Regions from separate parts of the Bombyx mori genome. Here region 1 is linked to region 2. Evidence: chromatin contacts called from public Hi-C data. All regions are on one chromosome and are shown on one strand. Each heading gives the region's core, a stretch centred on a gene start, on an enhancer-like site or on the middle of the called end of the contact. The rest is flanking DNA. Distances are from core to core; before and after follow the strand shown. Region 1 overlaps E75 (nuclear hormone receptor E75). Region 2 overlaps LOC101737447 (pre-rRNA 2'-O-ribose RNA methyltransferase FTSJ3).

Region 1 (2,700 bases), core at 37-2,536, 170 kb after region 2:
GTAGCAGAAACTTAACCTCAAATAAATGTGGTTTATTTTTTAATGAGGAGTTTTTTGTTGGCAAGTAATATATAGTATTTAAAATATTAATTGTGCATAAGTTTTTGTTTTTTTAACCTAGAAAGAGAGAGGCAGAGATTCATAATGAGTCATTAAATTATCACCTACATCCAACTACTCTGTTCTCTAATAATAGCCATACCGATATCATTGAGAGATCGACTTCTGCCTCAAGATGTCTCATGGTAGGCGTATAGCAGCATTCTTGTTACGGTGTCTGTGGATTCCGTAACTATTTAAGACAGGCGGGCGTCATTTGCAATCAACTCCAATTTTAAAAATATCCAAAAAGTGAGTGGAAAATACTGACTTTCAGTTTATGATGTTTCGTATTAAATTGTTTTGTTGTTGTTTGCTTAGACGGGTGGACGCGCTCAGTTGGTGTTGAGCCATTACAGGGACCCGTAGTCATCAAAGAGCGAGTCCCGCCCCTACTTTGAGACACGAAATCTTATTTGTTTAGTTTAACGGCTGTACGTATGTGGTATGGACATATTGTGATGCGTAGAGAGAAGATGCATGTGACTAGGAGATGTATGGAAATGTAGTGCAAGGTAGAGGAGGAAGAGGTCGACCGAAGACATGGATGGAGTGTGTCAATGAAGGCTCATAGAAGAAAAGAATGGAAGAGAAAAATTAACTGTGCCGACCCCACCTAATGGGATAAGGTGGAGAAAAAGAAGAGGAGAACGGCTGTACGTACGGCCGGAATGCAATACTGCTTCACAAAATAGAGAACGTAGAATAATACTATAGACAAGACGGTTATTCCAATTGCATAAGCACTTTACCACCAGTATATCATCAGTATCAGAAACAACATGCAATTATAAAAAAATACACTAAGACCCAAATACTTAAAATCTAATACTTGATGATATTATAGATTAGTAGTTTATATAGTGCGATAAACCATTTATTGAATAGTATATTATAAATAGTAACAGCGAATACCAATAATACTATTATAAAATAATAATACTACAGAATAATTAAATCCGGCTCGCCAATCAATAACTAACCAGTGAAGCTATCGTAAATGTACTTCTACAAAAACTTTGTTAACTAATTCTATTTGCTATTCACAGCACAAGGCTATAAACATATAAAAATAGGTCAAACCATAATGGGCAATGTAATAAACAAAATGATCTCACTCATTTGTTTTAAAGGGAGCGACGACCGAGTGACGCATTTTGTTACGTGGAACGTGCTAAAGAACTGATCGCTGACGTAGTACAGTCGCAAAATCACCGTCCGGCAGCGCTTAGTCTACACTCTACAGAACATGACAATGTGATGAATCGCGAAGTTTCCAACCAAATATTTTTAGACTGATAACCACACATTAATGACAAAATTAAAAACATAATAATATGTTGAATTCACTATCAGTAATTATTTAATAGGTATTATGTAAAGTAAAAAGAGATCTTACTGTGTTTGTTTGTATTATTTAAATATCGCGCCATGCAATATAAACACAAAAAATATTATTTATAAAGGTAGGTAATTGGATAGATACTTAATTAAATATTCGTTTTGGTAATATAATATATTATTAATACATGGTAATATAAAAAAATTGTAAGGTAAGTAAAAATCTTATTTTAAATTTCAGTATACGAGTAAAAAGCTGATTGAACTTCTTAACAAGCAATGCCACCTATATTTTATTATGTGAAACTCAAAAAGAAAGTTACACTGGCATAGCGCCATCTAGCGAACTCTTCCAACATGACGATGGTCTGCAGATTCCTTGCGTACAAAAAGGTTTCAAAATGGCTGCTAGAGTACGCTGATCTCAATTTTGTTAAAAAACCAATGGAATAAATTAGAATTTTGTCCGCAATTTTCATAGAGTAAAACGATTAAATATTCCATATTATATAAATAAATAGATGAAACTGTTAAATACCTATCATATCTTCTTTGATTCTCAAAAAAAATTTCTTTAAAAACATACCCACATAATAATATATTTTCTAAAATACATAATTTGTTTCTCGGAAGTGTAGTTACATTTGATTTTTTTAAATCAATTTTAATTGTGTATCTTGGCAAAACATATTTGCTGATTTGCTCAGTCCTGACGTAAATAACTAGGCACGTAATGTAACCTCCAGCCGACTTTCGGACTATCGTCCGGAACAAATACATGACTGACCTACAAACACTCGTGAATACAAAAAGATAATATCGCTCATCCTTGTCTCTCCAACGAGTCGTAACGATGTGCAAGCGCGAAGGTGAATCTTGCTGCGATGACGAGCCTCCGCTCCCAATGTCAAGTTCACCGATTATTATTAGTGTTCAATGCCACAAAACACATGCTCATGCAAACATAATAGCGGAGCGCTGCCCAGACTTAAATTACGTATACAAACAAGAAACGATATTTTCCAGATTTACACCTTTAATTGCCTGCGTTGACTTTGCGAATATTTCCATGCCGTTGGATAATTTGAGTAATATAATGTATTTGGAATAATAAAGTCCAGTAGGTACTTACGTGTGTTTAGGATATATAGCGTTTATTAGAATGTAGGAACTACAGTCCTTTTTTTGAGAAAGTATTTTAGTTCTTGGTAAGAAAAAGCTCATTATTTAAATTTAATATTGAAATTATAAAGTAGTTAT
Region 2 (2,700 bases), core at 167-2,666:
GGTGATTGAAGCCAAAGCGCGGAAGAAGAAGCGCTTGATCAAAAAGATGGAACGTGCAAAGAAAAAAGTCGAGGCGGTAATGGAGAACGCTGATATGTCCGAGCGAGAGAAAGCACAACAAGTGAGACAACTTTACAAGAAGGCACAATCTGATGGTAAAAAGAAAATCACTTATGTGGTGGCCAAGAAACATACAACTGCTAAGCGTATGAAGAGACCACAGGGCGTTAAGGGCCAGTACAAAGTGGTAGATCCGCGCATGAAAAAGGACTTACGTGCCCAAAAGGCAAAGGAGAAAACAAAAGGTCGAGGTAAAAAACAACCCAAGAAACAAAACAAGCCTAAAAAAGTCCCCAAAAAGAAAGGAAAAGCAAAGTGATCACTTGTGTTGTTAAAACAGAAATAAAAGTTTCTTTTATAAATTTATTATTATTTAATTGATTTTTTATTCTGAACCTCGAAACTAATCTCGAAGGCCGAAACGGTAGCAGTAACACACACCTTAACGTAAATAGAATGATCATTTACGTGCCCAATCTAATTTCTGGACCCAATGTAAAGGACGTAACGCTCATTATGTATTGCATAAAATTTTAAACTATTTAACAATTATTTTTAGCTATCGATTTTCATTCACCAACACCTATTACCTGTTACCTATCGTTTTTGGGAACATTTCTCTACACCCTCTTTAATACATATAGGGTGTTATCAATTTACTTTAGTGCTGGATGAATTATGTCAATTTAATGTAGATTGATTTATGTTGACCCTTGGTAATTGTATCAGGGTGGCTAGACCCATTAGCTAGCATTACAGAGATTATTTTTACTACTAAGGTCAGGGTTGATATTCGAATCCACGTGCGTCATTCGGCGGCGAGTTCAGGGACAGACATGCTATATAAATGATATCATTTCGTTTTGTGGCCTTGGTGTCTAATTCTGATTCGTTCCAACTACGCCGTCTGCCTACTAATGTTCTTTAGTGATTTTGCGAAGGATTGATTCGTATCAACAAATATAATTTTATACCCATTGTTTTAGTGTGCACAATAAAACAAAATAACCTTCCCGCCAGCAGACGGTTAAATAATTTCTCGTTACTTCCCAGTCATGACCTTTACCGATATTCTGTGGAAAATTATTAATAAATATATTGAAATTATTTGCTGACATGTTTAGTTCTGGTTTTAAACTACAACATTGAATAGTTATTCACCGGTAAATAGGCTCTGTTCTGTTTTACTTTGGAAATTAATTTTCACGGTCTTTATTAAAAGTTTTTCTTAAAAATGGAAGAGAGCGAAGAAGAACAGAAATTGTAACATGGGATGAGTTTGGAGGCCTTGAGGGGGTGTTATATGGAGGCAAACGGAGGGTCGGCAGCGCTATATCGAGCGCACGATCACGGCCAAGGCCGCTCGCCGCCGACGCGCTACCGACCGTTCCGTGCCCTCTGCCGCCCAATCCCGACCACTTTACTACATATCAACAAAATATCTTAATAATATTAGCATATCTATACTAACTAGGGGTGCCCCGGTAGTCGAATTTCGACTATAATTAATTGAAATTATAAGTTATAAAGACTATTATTTTACTTCCTATAATCACAGGTTTCGCGAAGGCTACATAATAGACAAAAAATATTAATCTATTCTCAATTTGACCACAGACTTGGAACAATAACTAAAGTTTGACAATGAACGAAGAGTACATGGTACGTGGTAGTATGTGTCATGTTTCTTTTATTGATTTAATGTATTATTTAGGCATAATTTAAAAAAATATTAACATTCTGCACTCCTTCTCTATAGCTCTCTAAGTGTGAGAAATTTCATGCTCCTCCGTCCACGCTATTTTCGTAAAAAGGATACAAAGTTTATCCTTCACGTATTAATATATGGATATATAAATCTACAGTGGTTTTTACGGATGTTCCGTTATAACTACTGAACCATGCATCCGATTGACTTAAAACTTGGTATCCATGTAGAAAATACATGTACTTAATGGATAGGCTAATATTTATGAGTGTTGGACTCCCTAATAATAATGACAATAAATAATAATGGTTAATTTAAATGCCCAGCGAAGCGGACGAGTACGGCTAGTTCGCATTTATATGCCTAATTATATTTCAATATATTTCGAATATACTAATATTATTATTAGTATATTCGAAAGTAGTTGTGGCCTAAAGGATAAGACGTCCGGTGCATTTGTGTTGAGCGATGCACCGGTGTTCGAATCTCAAACGGGTAATAATTTTTCTAAGAAATATGTACTTAACAAATGTTCACGATTGACTTCCACAGTAAAGGAATAGCATTGCGTAATAAAAATTAAACCCGCAAAATTATAATTTGTGTAATTACTGGTGGTAGGTCCTCTTGTGAGTCCGCACGGGTAGGTACCACCACCCTGCCTGTTTCTGCCGTCAAGCAGTAATGCGTTTCGGTTTGAAGGGTAGGGCAGCCGTTGTAACTATACTGAGACCTTAGAACTCATATCTCAAGGTAGGTGGCGGCATTTACCTTGTAGATATCTATGGGCTCCGGTAACCACTTAACACCAGGTGGGCTGTGAGCTCGTCCACCCATCTAAGCAATAAAAAGAAAATCTCTATTATGAAAACTTACCGTATTATGTATTATTATACATTCTTAAAGAATACAGTTCGCTAATATGTTCAAAG

Evidence for each region. Hi-C and Micro-C count contacts between places; a contact is called where the count stands out from the background.
Region 1: a contact with region 2 is called in a Hi-C map of posterior silk gland, with 3 times the contacts expected there. The contact joins two enhancer-like sites. A contact is called at or near these places in 2 of 7 Hi-C or Micro-C datasets (middle silk gland and posterior silk gland).

What each region holds. Positions count from the first base shown.
Region 1 is chr10:7,931,050-7,933,749 of ASM3026992v2, forward strand. The region is part of intron 1 of E75 (nuclear hormone receptor E75); the gene reads right to left. Among protein-coding and RNA genes, the nearest start is that of E75, 37 kb to the right of the region's middle. Within about 2 kb of position 1,287, at least 8 of the 8 cell types and tissues checked have open chromatin away from gene starts, as enhancers often do.
Region 2 is chr10:7,765,460-7,768,159 of ASM3026992v2, forward strand. LOC101737447 (pre-rRNA 2'-O-ribose RNA methyltransferase FTSJ3) reads left to right here. Exons shown (of 10, transcript XM_004927547.5): 10 at 1-437. The coding sequence ends at 379. Among protein-coding and RNA genes, the nearest start is that of LOC101737447, 8.5 kb to the left of the region's middle. Within about 2 kb of position 1,417, at least 6 of the 8 cell types and tissues checked have open chromatin away from gene starts, as enhancers often do.